Linked DNA regions of Sus scrofa: region 2 is linked to region 1. The links are chromatin contacts, called in public Hi-C maps. All regions are on one chromosome and are shown on one strand. The core of a region is the stretch at or near the end of the contact, and the rest is flanking DNA. Distances in the headings are between cores, read along the strand shown. Region 1 overlaps RNF144B (E3 ubiquitin-protein ligase RNF144B). Region 2 overlaps RNF144B (E3 ubiquitin-protein ligase RNF144B).

Region 1 (6,851 bases), core at 3,210-5,709:
TGGGCCACTCCTGCGGCATATGGAGGTTCTCACACTAGGGGTCGAATCGGAGTTGTAGCCACCAGCCTACGCCAGAGCCACAGCAACGCAGGATCCGAGCCGCGTCTGCAACCTACACCACAGCTCATGGCAACGCCGGATCGTTAACCCACTGAGCAGGGCAGGGACCGAACCCGCAACCTCATGGTTCCTAGTCGGATTCGTTAACCGCTGCGCCACGACGGGAACTCCTCTATGATTTATTCTTTTATCACAAGTTTTGTCTGGGAGCGTTTCTTAATTTCCAACTACTTTGGGGGGTGTCATATTTTTATTATTACTTTCTAGTTTAATTGGATTATGAGGAAATGCAATCTTTAAAAAACTCTATTTTTTTATATTTGCTATAGTTGTGCTTTGTTTTTGACCAAATAGGTTCATATTTCTATTTCCAGTAATTGGGGTTTGGAAAATTACACATCTCCAAAGAAATGCTCCCTGGAAGCCGACTTGGTGATGAGACCAGGTAACCGGCCCTGCTCTCCTATTAGTAACAATGGCTCATGTTGCAAAAGAACTCTAACTTGCAAATCTGGAGCCTCTCCATAGAAAACAAGGCAATCAATTATTTTTAACAGCTAGATGATTGCATCACCTAGGCGTTTAATCAAAGCAAACCAAAGACATGGAATACCCCTGAATGGTTACCCAGAAAGCACCTCATTTTAAGTTTTCGTTTTCCAACCTGGCATCTCAATGTCTCCTCAGCATTAGTGGACCTTCACAAGCATCAAGGCAAACATGCTGTCCATCTACAAATCCAAGAGAAACACATTTGTCTTGCATGTCAAGAATGTCTCAGTATGATTCACCAAAACCTGGAGTTGAAAGGGCTAGAACAATTTTAAATGCAAGAAACAGCTGAAATATTTAGTCCCACCAAAGCTTTGAAGACACTGTACTCAAATCAGATCAGCCTCGCTGATCTAAGATGCAGACAATGAGCACATTCAAGAGAGGAAATCTTGTTTATAAACACCAAGGAAATTCCAAACGCGTACAAAAGAATTTGTAGATATTCCAGCAAAGATGTACTTGGAGGCAGGGTGTTGTTTTCCAAAAGTTTCTCCTGAAAGTTCATAAAGATAAAGTGGGAACTCCCTCAGGCCTGCTGCACTTGCAGAAGAAATAGATTATGCTCCTGAACATCTACTATGTACCAGAAACAGTTCTTGGTACTAAGCATGGTGCATACATCCTCTTTTAATTTCACAAAAGTCATCCTTACAGGAAAAAAATCTGAGGTTATCTACTTGCATTTTTAAGTGGTTAGTAACTTATATACTGGAAACGCTCATTAAAAGCTAAGTTCAACTATAAAATTCGCTCATGATATAATCCATTTAGGGTTGGATTAAGACTCCAATATTTTTACCTCTAAGTTAGGAAGAATCTTCTACAATTTATAAGCTTTCAGGCTGTTATTAGGCAAACTAGTGTTTCAAACACGGACTAATATACCCATCCACTGACTTTGTTTTGGGATTTTTTTTTATTACTCAAATGAATTTATCACATCTGTAGTTGTATAATGATCATCACAATCCAATTTCATACGATTTCCATCCCACAACCCAAGCACATCCCCCCACCCTCTTGGGGGGTTTTTTGTCTTTTTTTTCAGGTGCACCAGCGACATATGGAGGTTCCCAGACTAGAGGTCCAATCAGAGCTGTAGCTGCTGGCCTACACCACAGCCACAGCAACACCAGATCCAAGCCGTGTATGCAACTACACCACAGCTCACGGCAACGGCGGACCCTTAACCCACTGAGTAAGGCCAGGGATAGAATCTGCAACCTCATGGTTCCTAGTCAGATTCATTTTCACTGCGCCACGATGGGAACTCCCTCACCCACTGACTTTGAAATAACTGCTACATAAAAATTAAGTAATAAGTCATCTGATCAAATGACCTCATGCAATCTAATCCCACCTGGTATTACACAATTAAGTTAGAGCATCACAGAGTTAATTCTGGCTAATAACCTAAATAATTATAGTTGGCACAAAATTCAAAGTAACCTGTAACTCACCTACCTTTTTTAGATTCATCTTCTGCCCTTTGCACTTTGGATCTAAGTTCCAGCCATACTAAGCTACTTTCAGCCACGCTGAATTTCTCATTCACAAATTCCTCAGTTTTCCATTCGCCCAGACCAGTCTTCCCCACCTTTTTCACCTGATGAAGAGCTCCTCACTTCCCAGAATGTCAAGGTCTATTTCTTCTGGGACCTCCCCTTTACCTACCACCTCTCAACCTCGTTAGATGGCCTCCTCTGGTCTTCCTCCCTTAGTATGAAGCTCTTATCCTATTACAGTACCCATTTCTTCATGCAGTAAACATTTATTAAGCTCCTATTCTCTACCGGGTTCTTTATTAAGTACTGGGACTACAAAGATGAATAAAACTTAAGGCTTCATTCAAGTTGTGATGGTAAAGACAGTGATTCCAGTCAGAGCAGGGCCACCAGGATTCAGGAAGGCAGCTTTGTGATCCCGCCCTGTAGGACAGGAAGAGTCGAATGGGTAGATGTGTGAGAAGCCAACAGGGAGGAAACTGGGAAAAGTAAATTGCATGAGTAAAGGTAGAAAGATAGAGAACAGATAAGCTTTGCTGATGACAGAAAAAAATGCTCCAGCCAAGGCATTTGGTTAAAAACAACAATAACAGTAACTTGAAAATGACTCATTTTAAATTTGCTCAAGCTATTACAAAAGCAAAAGATAATCATAGAAAATCAGCCCTCACTTTATTAGTAATTGTTGTTAGTATCTAGTGCTTTCTTCAACACAGAGGCTTATCAGTGACAGGTTAAAGTTCCAAATTTTATCTAAAGACATAAAGGGTATTTTATGACTGTTCCGATAGGCATCAGTGAATAAAGATAACAGTCATTAATATACCAAGCTGAGAAATGGAGTGAGTAGAAGATCACCATTCCATGTAAGGATGAGAACAAATCAAGGCACATGATAGAAATGGGGTACAAGGTTCCTTGACCATTCTATTAGGATTAGGAGGCCTTTGTCAAGAATCTGTCTTCCTTTCCTATGACCTAATGTACACATACAGGCTTAAACTTTTCTTGGTGGATTTGTGGAATTCCCATTATGGCTCAGCAGGTTAAAGACCTGATGTTGTCTCTGTGAGACGCAGGCTCAATCCCTGGTCTCGCTCACTGTGTTCAGAATCCAGTGCTGCTGTGTCTATGGCATAGGCTCCAGCTGCAGCTCTGATTTAACCCCTGGCCCAGCAAATTCTATGTGCTCCAGGTACAGCTGTAGAAAAAAAAAAAATTGTAGGCTCTTTGATCAACAGAGACAAACCTTTTCAGAGTGACCAATGTTAACGACACTGGATTACTTAGATTCTAGAGAAAACTTTAACCTGCAATTTTTACACATACCGCTAAAGAACCTTGTACAATATAGATGGTGCAGTACCTACCAACCACTTCCACAATTGGAAATGAGGAAGCAGAAATCAAATACCATCATCCTCAAAAGAAGGCAGTTAAACTTGGGTGGCCACCTGCCCAGCTCATGCTAATCGTTTCAGTCGAGATTGCTCCAGATGCTCCTGTGACATCACATCAGCTCATGCCTCTTTTCAGACAACATGGTAACAGTAAGTGCCCCCAAACAAGCAGAAGCATTGTGATCCACACCATGCTCTGAATTGCGCTATGCTTTTTTCTACTGCATTCAAGAAAATCAAATGAGGATGAAATGACGAAGGACGGAACACTATTACCTCTTTTCTGCAATGACTGAGTAAAAGACATTGAGCACAATACCCCAGGCTTAGAATAAATCTCTGCAAATAAAATCTAAGCAAATAAATCTTTTCTATAATAGAACATAAACTATTTTGTTCTAACCTCTTAAAACTATCAAAACCTAGGTTACTATGGCAATGTGACCTCATCTGAGTGCTTCCACAAACACCTTCTAGTTGAAGTTGCATTATTTCCCTTTCGCAAATGAGAAAACTGAGTAATGAAAAATGAACAGACTTTCCTGGAGTCAAACAGGCTATTACTCACACAACATGGACTAGAACCTAATAACCAAGTCAAGTGATTTTCTGCTAGAGCGCCCAGCAGCCCGAAATAAACTTTATAAGTGAAATCAAGCTCCCCTTGTTCGCCTATCAGGATCTTTTTTGGAAGGAGGGCAAAAATAGAAGGTTAATGTGAAACCTTTCATTCTATTTTTAAATATCTACTTTGGGCAACAAGCCAGGTGTTGTGCCAAAACAAATAGACAATACTCCCATCTTAGCAAAATCCCAATCTCAACCAAAAAGAAAACAGAAAACATACACTGAGAAGCGAGTTCAGCAGCTCTGAGGGCATTACTTCTCAGCATTAACCTTCTACAGGGAGGAAGGGGCAAGTTTCCTGGAAGAGTCAACAGTCAAAGAGCATGACTCAAAGACTATTTTAGTACAAGATCCTCTTTCACCCTTGTTGTCCATCTGTTTTGCTGAGAATGTAAAGTTGCCTGGGTCCAAGTCAAAAAGGGGATGAAATCACCTGCCAAAGCCACATATGCAAGAGCCCCACAAAGGCACACAGTGATGACATAACACGGCCGTGCAAATAGAGGGCAGTGCCCATCTCCCGGTACCTGGCTGGTCTTCTATGCAGTCATGTTGCCTCATTCCAGGGAGAGGAGTCTAGGAATTCAGCTAAACAAATGGGGACTACTGGAGAACTCATTATTAATTTACTGTAGACTAATCGAAGGGAAAGAACAACTCGACTGCATACAAGAAAAAATAGTTAATATTTTACAAGCAGGCATTGACTAACTAATGGCAATACCTATTTATCAAATGTTACAGCCAGTTATTCTTCCTCTCTACTTTTTCACCCCAGCCTTGCCTATGTTGCCCATGAGAGTTACTAAGGACATCAAACTCACTTCTCTCCACCTTGCTCTTCCTTTCATGCCATCTAGCACTCCTGCATCTTTCCATACCTCAAGCCCACACCAATCAGCTACCTACACAGCGCCATGGTTTCCCCCACCTTCTTTAGAGTGAGGGAAAAAAAAAAAAGCAAGGTCCAAGAGTATCAAACTTTAGAGAAATGCAAGGGAATTATTATTCAGGAAGCTCGTGAATTCAGGGCTTTAGACATAAAAGAGCCAGACTCTCATTTTAATGACAAGGATACCAATTCAGCTGTGTTGTAGACCAAATGATCACTTACAGTTTGGGTAGAAACCTAATCTCACAAGTATAATATGGTTTCCATAGTAAAATGAGTTCCAAGTTCTAAACCACTGACCTGCAAACAAACTTTCAGAATACTTAATATTCCTAAGTTTGGGCCACCTACGGGAAAAAAAGTAATGACAAATGTTTCTCCTTGAGTTTCTCTTTGCAGCTGTAGGAGAATATAGTGAGAGGATATGTGGATCTAACTGGGTGCAGAGATTTGACCTCCTTCCTCAGAAGCGGCTTCAACTGAGAAAGGAGTTGGTGATCACCATTTGTTCCAAAGGGCCCTAGGTGAATTTATTCTTCTCACTAGACCCAATGAGAGTAATTTGACTCACTTCGTGATAAGTAGTGACTAGTAGGGAAAGGACTCTTAACATTATCATAAAGAGACAGTAACAAGAGGACAGGTTCATGGAGTGTTTTATTAGCTTTATATTGGCAAAGAGTCAGTGGCATTGTGGACATTGCAGCTTAAAGCAAAAGTCAATTTCCAAGAAGGCAAGTGGTTTCCTCTGAACAGAAACTATAACCATACTCCTATATGTGTGTGTGTATCTGTGTGTGTGTGTCTGTGTGTGTCTATGTAAAGACACTTGAGCTATAAAGATTCAGGGGGCTATGATGACATACCTCAAAAGGGGACAGTTATTGATATGACAATATATTGGTCAAGCCTGTCCTAATCTTGTCTTTTATTCCAAGAGCTATAGTCATGAGTCAGACCTGGAGGGAACTCTTAGCTTCTCCATGTAATAAGAGTACCCAAAACCAGCTGTAGTCAAACTAGGTGAGTGAGAAAAGACAGGCGTCAGATATTCCTACCAGTAAAGGAGAGTGACCCCAAATCCCAAGGCAGCCATGTTTGGATGACGTGATTCTGCCTCCTTTGCTGAAGCTGAAGATCTCATTGGACCCAGAATGGATGTCTGTCTGAAGCAGAGCCAATCAGATTTTCCCTACCAGGAATTTGGAATCTGGATTGGGGGACAGATAATTATTGTGCTTGGCAGAAGCTGTATAGTAGCCATATTCCATCATCTAGATGAGTGGCAGAAAAAGCCAGAGAGAGAACAACAAAGCCAATGTCCAAGAGAGAAGGTAAGATAAGAGTCGGAGAAAGAAAATGATGGCTTTTCAGTTCTCAGTTCCAGTTTCTTCCAGAAGCCAGCTATGTTCCCATCTTTGAGTCCCTTAAGACACTCTACGTCCTTCTTTTTAGTTAAAGCTAGTTCAAATTCATTTCAGTTATTTGAAATCAGAAACACCTTGATTAAACCACATTACAGTAAAGTAAATCATTGTCATGCTAGGGAAAAAAACCTTTAAAATCTGCCAGTGCTGAGTTCAGACCTTAGCTCCACTGAATATCTGCTATCTTGTTTAGAGTAAGTTTCCTAGCCTCTTGAGGCTTGGTCTCAGATAACTGCCATGTACAGTGGTTGTGAATTCAGAAGAACATACACAGAGTCTGTGGACGTGGTAGGCACAAACTAAATGATAACTTCTGATAGAATTCACGGGAGCAGCAGTCATGGTGGCAGTAGTGGGATGGCCATGGACAGCTAGGGAGAGTTAT
Region 2 (6,851 bases), core at 2,002-4,501, 84 kb before region 1:
CAGGCTGACTCTCTTTACAGGAGACCTCTGCGTGCCAAGCATCCTTGCAACATGAGCAGAACTTCAGGTGGCAAGAAGGACACTCCACCAGCACCGGCTGTCCTGGGTCACTAGATGCAACAGGGCACACTGTCTGACAGTCTGCAACAGGACACCACGTTCTGCAGGGGTCCAAGTGAACTTCTAAAGTGTAAAGAAAGAAAATATGACAGTCTGTCTGTCATTCAAGCTTCAGGCTTTCTCCCCTCCATTTATTCTCTGCTATAGGCTAATGTTTTGGGAAGCTTAATACAACCAAGGGCGATGCTGCTGCTCTTGGTCTTCACGATGGGTCCAAACCTACAAGATCACTCGGCCCTGCCACACTTCTCAAAGGAGGTACTCATGGGACAGGTCACCGCTGTCCTTACGAATGGATAAGGAGTCTTCTTACTAACTAAAATTTGTCACTCTTTGGGAATATTCCTCACCTTTCAACACTCGAAATAGGCAAAAACCTCAAGTGTCTTTTTCACTTATTTTGAGTACTCTTTTGGAGAAAAACTGGACATGAAGAATACACCAAAGATTTTGTCCTTTCGGGCACTGAGAAATAGATACGAGGTTTCTTCTGTCGTTTAGAGAGAAATAATAGGACAAGGAAAAAATCAAATAGTTTAGGGACCATGCAGTGTCTGGTGTGGCTTAGCCAAGAAGTCAGATTAGCTGTCAATTTGGATATTCCTCTGCCCTACCAAAGGGCTGCTTAAGGGTAATTTGTAAAAGAGCCACATGGTCCAAAAAAAAAAAGGTAGAGACCTTCACAGACCATAAAATGATCGTCATACACCACACTGGGTAGATCCGAACGGCACGCAAAAAAGAAAACAGAGTGGAGGGTGGGTGACCGTCTTTCGAGCATTTACACATCTTGTTCAGTTTTCCATTTTCTAGGCGATAAAAGACCCCGTGTTCTTGTCCTACGACATGACCTTTCATGGAGAAATGTCAGGTGAAAAGTGATGTTACTTGAGGGGTAGAGTAGCCCGTTTTTCTCTGAACCACTACTTTTGCAAATTTTGAAAAATTTTGAAAACTGACGGAATTATCATTTCAAACCTCTTAAGGCTTGTAATTCTTGGAAAGTCCATGCAGAAAGCAAACAAACTGAAAGGGTGGTGCAAAAAGGAAATGAAAGTATTGACTATGAGCTTAGTTTTAAAGGTAATAATTTCTACCAATTCAATATCAGGAGAAAACAGGGACCGGATATCTACTCACTTAAACCAACGACTTCTTGCAAACAGAGCCCCCTTCACCCATCAGCCTCCTCTTTTAAATAATTTCAATAAAAAGAAAGTACTGCTAGTTAGAATCGCAAGATTAAAGCCTGGAGAAATGTCCAGCCATCCAGGAGATACCCATAGCAGCAAAACAATATCGTTTGTTTATGTAGCTTTCTGGGGGGCGGGGGCGGGGGGGTGCCCACATATCTCTTTCACAGGAGTGCTTGAGCTTCTTCAACAGCTTTTAAATACTGCTCTGGTTATGTAAAAGACACCTGCCAAAGACGGTGTGCTGTATATTCTTGATAAACCATTAAAAACCCAGTAAATGACAAATTGGGGTTGGGGAGGGGGATGGCTGGGGTCAATTTAGCCAAACTTGTGAAAATCCTGTTTTATATTTCCGTGTTAAAATCAGGAGCAAAGTAAGTGAACAAGGAGTGAAGGATAGAGGGTTGAATTTCTCTTACTGGATGGAGATGCAGATAGGACTGCAAGAATTTATCCCTTATATACTCAAATAGCCTAAGTTGTCTGTAGAAATTCATGAAGGACAATCTTTGGGAAGAAAAGGTACCCTGGTGTCCCTGGACCTGGAGACACAAAGAATACTTCCTTCATTTGTTTTTCTTTCTGTTTTTATTTTTTATTCATGACAGAGACCCCTCAGCTCAAATGTACATGATCTACTCTTCCCATTGAGTAGCTATTAATTTGGTTAGAATTGAGAGAGAGAAGCCTTTGGAACTGTTACACTGGTAAGAACCAGATGACACTGAGTAAACATCACTTCTGTTTTTGAAGGTTTTCTTTTCTTTTTTTTTTTTATAGCTGAGGATTTTAAAAAATCACATTGAGGTCTATAATTTAGAACCATAAATAAGCAGCCAATGTACATATGGTTTTGATCTGAAAGATGTCCAGCTTTTATCCAAGTAATGCAAACGGAAAGATCTACACATATAATAAGGCAGTCCAATTTTACAAGGAGCTAAGTGAGCAGAGGGAAGAGTCACAGGAGATAATGTGGGAACAGTCAGGAAGGGCCAGATAGCAGATTATGATGATAAGCCGTAAACGTGATGAGATGCCACTGGAGGAGAAGGCATTTTAATCAGGGGAGTGCCATGATCTGATTTCCACTTACTAAAGATTATTCTGGCAACTATAAGAAGAAAGGCTGGTAGTAGAACAAAGGAGCAGCAGAGAGCTCTGTTAGGAGGCCACTGCAGCGGTCTAATCCAAGATGATACATGTTAGAAGCAGAAGTTCTGATAATTTAGAGCATATTTTGAAGGTGAAAACTGTCCAGATTTCCTGGCAGAGAGGCAGTTGGATGCAGTCATGCCAGGTGACAACTACGGACCTAGAAAGGTACCTGGAAAGTAGTATTCGTTGACTAAAGGAGGGAAGCAACATCAAAGAAATATAAGAAACAGGATCTGTATTCCCTATGGCAATAAAAGATAATGATAGCATCTCTGGTAAGGTTCTATATTGTTCAGCTCTGCCTTCAGATATTTCCAGGGAACAGAAACAACTATCCAGAGATATCTCTGTAGGGGCATCTTGGGGTCTCTTGGAGAAGAGTTTCCCCCAATGGAACAGAGATCAAGACCTACGAGTCTGACCAGGTTACACTGATAAGGTATCTGAGTACAGTACAGCATCTGTCCTTCCAACTGTCCTTCAGCCCAGCTCCCAGAAGAGCAGCTCCAAGTAAAAGTCCACTGCATCTAAAAGACTTGTTTGCTTTCTTAAAAAATTATTACAATTCCAATATGCCATGAAGAGCACAGTTTTGCTTTCTATACCTGAAGTAACACAGGGTCCCCCAAGTGGGGCCTAAAGCCAGCGTGGTAGAAAAGGGGAAAATGCTGAGGAGGCATCAGACCTTGGCAGCCCTGGCAGCTCACAGGACCTGCCAGAATCCAAGCCAAAAAGGAACAGATTAATGGACAGCAGGTGGGAGCCAAATGGCAATCTCATCAGCAAGTGCTGTCTTCTCCTCACTCTCTCATCTACCCCAACTATCTGAGAGGAGTCTGAAGGGAAGGAGAGCCCCCAGGCTTAGTGGGGGACTTTCTAAAATGCTTTTTATTACTATTATTGAGAATTCAATTCTACCTCCTGGCTTGTGGCCTGGGAAACAGAGTGATTATGTAGATAAACCAAATGCACGCTTATCCAAACATTTAAGGTTTAGTTTCTTCCTCCTTCCAATTTCTATTTCAAAGATGAAGAAAACAATGAACTGATGCCCATTCAACTAATTTCTCCTGTATCGGCAGTGGTGCAAGTCTGCTGTAGCTTTGAGATGGGGAAAAACTCAGAAGTCTAGCAAAAGAGAATAGTGCCCCCAGCACTTTTAACATGAACGGAATTTAAAAGTGATTGTTTGTAACATACTTAAATCAGAGACAGACAGGTCACAGACCTGAACTGGAATTTACTTATGAAAATTAGAGTTGATTACTGAAGTAAAGCCCCATGACTCTCTGATCTTCAGACTCTGCTTGTTCATGTAAATTATGCAAGGCAGGAAATGCTATTTAAAGCTATTCTGTGCTCTGACAATTATTAGGAAATAGAAACACTCCAAGAAAATAAAACTGCCATGAAACATAAAGACCACATCTGACCCCAATAACTTCTTTCAGTTTTCAAAAAACTAACTGGAGACCCTTGGTTTTCCCACCTGGAACTATCAGCATTCGATACGGCAGAGCTTGCTTTTTATTCTATTATACATTTTCTCAACTACTATGAGAAGTTTTTCTGCCATTTTCTACCATTGTGAGGCTGTTCCAAAAAAGACATCGTGTACATTTTTTATGATTGTGGGAAATACCATGCACTCAAGCTAATTTGATTATCAGCTGAAATAAATCAAACTGTTTTAACTTTTATGACCTGCTGCATTTTTAATTATGCCAAAATTAATTTGCTTTCTGCTATCTCAAAGAACAAAGGTCTTCTGCAGATGGTTAAAATGCAATTAAACTGAACTGATTGGAATTAACATCTGCTAGCGTAAACATACCCGAACAGAAGTGGCCATCAGCAGAGGGGCTGCTCTCAAGACAGTTGAAGAGAACCACAAAATTTCAAGCTTGGAAACAACTTTTGAGGTTATCTGGTCTAAAACTGTTGTACTGAGCCCAAAAGAAGTAGAGAGTTGGCATAACTCATGGTTAGGTAGTATATGAAGGATCGGGCCTTTTTTACTCTAGAATATCATTATTTATGTAAAAACATAATCAGGTAATTAAACATATTTTAAGCGCCCCTATCACCACGGGAATCTTTTCTCTTTCAAGCAGAAACTTTGAATGCTCCATCTCAGCAAGTCATAATATCCTCTTGAAGCTGGTCAGAAAAGGTGGATTCACGCTTTGAGTAAGAATATACACATGAAGGAAACTGATATAATAGGTGGTGTAAGGAATCTGCCTAGATTATTAAGTTTCTATAAAACTCTAGAATCTAGGACACAAAGGACGGAAACACAGTGAAAAAGACTTGAGTTACGATGAAAAGTAAACAGATTGATATTATTGTGCACTCAGGCCAAGGTCTGATCTGGATTCTGGAAGATGTTCCTTAGTTTAAAAGACTGGGGACAAGACTCGAGGGTGCAATGACAACAACCAGAAGAATAACAATAATGGCAGTAATAATTCATCGAAGGCACACTGTGACATAGACAATATGAACTCATTTATTCTCTACAACAGCTCCAGGACAATCATTCCATCACTATCCCCATTTTGTTGATGAGGAAATGGAAGTGCAGACAGGACGAGGCAAAGGCTTATGAACACTGTGCCTCTAATTCAGGTCCCCTTTAGAAACCTCATCCAACTTGCTAATAAAGGTCTTTTCTTGCACACACTTCAGTTTTTCAGAGGAGATCTGAAACATCTAGAGCGCGTGCTGTTTGAGATTTAAAATTGATCAGCAAAAAAGAACTAGATGGTAAAGCTGAAGCAGTGTAAGCCAAGGAGAAAGTGTTACTATCAGAAAGCACAGAAGAGCTGGGGAAGGAAATCCTAGACTTAGTCATGCATTTACCACGAAACACCAGAAAGTCAGGCTCAACCAGAGTCTCTCTGCGTGGGGCTGAACTCACGACCCTGGGATTAAAAGTCCCACGTTCTGCCTACCGACTCAGTGCTCATGTATATCTCTGGGTGTGTTTAACTGGGGTTTTTTTGTTTTTTAAAAAAGATAGCTTGTTTCTACTTTTAAACTAACTCTCTGACATAATATAATCTACACAAATATACTAAAATATCACATCTCTTCAATCTATATAACTTTAAATACTAGACTTATGTTTTACTAGAGTAAATATTAATAAACCATCTGTAATGTCATGTTTTTCAGTTAGCAAACTCAGAAAGATGATTCATTCTCACACACACACACACACACACACACACACACACACACAATAAGAATGGGCTTGTGATCAGAAACTATGAAAAGAAAGATGACTAATGAGAGATGGAAGGTGTTAAAAAATAAAACCGAACAGATAAAGTCACTGAGTATCATCCAGTCTTAAAAAGACAAAACGCAAAAAGAAACCACACAGCTACAGAAAGAGCTCTGGTGAGATAAGACCGTAATCATCAGATACAAAAGATGAAGTAGGAGCATTTCATGGAGGACAAATACAAGAGTGAGATGAAATCTGAAGAACCATCTCATAAATGTTAAGGCTCAAAATGAAAGAAGGCTTGTGAAAAGTGCTGAGAACAAAAAAGCTTTCAAAAAAAGATGGAACCATAGCTTGAAGCCGCATCTGGAATTGCACCTGGCATATAACAGATACTCAGCACATAAATAAGTACATACTGAATACATGGGTGAATGCAATAGGATTAACAGATGACAACAGCAAAGCAAATTCCTATTGTATTCACATACTGTGAAGGAGAACAATAAAGGCACTTAAACCATTTCTAAGAGTTTCTAACCACTATATTATAATACAAATATCCAAGAGCAGACACATTCGCCTACCAAGAAACTGAAATAACTAGCAGTTACAACAAGTTAAAAATTAGGAAAAGTGCTTAAGCACTAGAGAGGATCATCTTAACCTAGTTTTCATACACACACACATAATTTGAAAAAGCAGGTTCTGGAAACAGACAAACAAAATTCTAGCCTTAATCATCAGACATGTGCTTGGAGAAGCAGTAGAAAATAAAGCAATAATCACTAACACATGCCAAACTTAGTATTCCTTTTCTCTGTTAATACTGGCAGACAGACATAGAAAGGAAAACCCACAAACACAGCAGTAGCCAATGGAAAAATCACAGATGGATGGAAAGTAGATTCACAGAATAACCAATCCATGCCAAACGGCATTTCTCTGTTTTGTGTAAACAGAGCGATAACCAGGGACCATTCCTATCCAAAAGATTTTTTCCCCACAAAGATGAAAACCAAGACATAAAAGACAAGCTAATCATATATGTAATATAAGGTGGAAGAATATTAAGACACTGGATGACAAACTAAAACCTGAAAAAGAATTTGGCAAACAATAAGCATTGGCCAAAATTAACA

What was found. A called contact is a pair of places that touch in the nucleus more often than the background predicts.
Region 2: a Hi-C map of skeletal muscle shows a contact between it and region 1, with 5 times the contacts expected there. The contact joins two enhancer-like sites. A contact is called at or near these places in 5 of 47 Hi-C or Micro-C datasets (liver and skeletal muscle) and 1 of 2 datasets of contacts at active chromatin or transcription factors (skeletal muscle).

Annotation. Positions count from the first base shown.
Region 1 is chr7:14,018,534-14,025,384 of Sscrofa11.1, reverse strand. All of the region lies in intron 1 of RNF144B (E3 ubiquitin-protein ligase RNF144B), which reads right to left. Among named protein-coding and RNA genes, the nearest start is that of RNF144B, 76 kb to the right of the region's middle. Within about 2 kb of position 4,459, at least 5 of the 83 cell types and tissues checked have an H3K27ac peak or open chromatin away from gene starts, as enhancers often do. A contact at or near this core is called in skeletal muscle, where this site is marked.
Region 2 is chr7:14,101,226-14,108,076 of Sscrofa11.1, reverse strand. It overlaps RNF144B (E3 ubiquitin-protein ligase RNF144B), which reads right to left. Exons shown (of 8, transcript XM_021100236.1): 5 at 1-183. Among named protein-coding and RNA genes, the nearest start is that of RNF144B, 160 kb to the right of the region's middle. Within about 2 kb of position 3,251, at least 4 of the 83 cell types and tissues checked have an H3K27ac peak or open chromatin away from gene starts, as enhancers often do. A contact at or near this core is called in skeletal muscle, where this site is marked.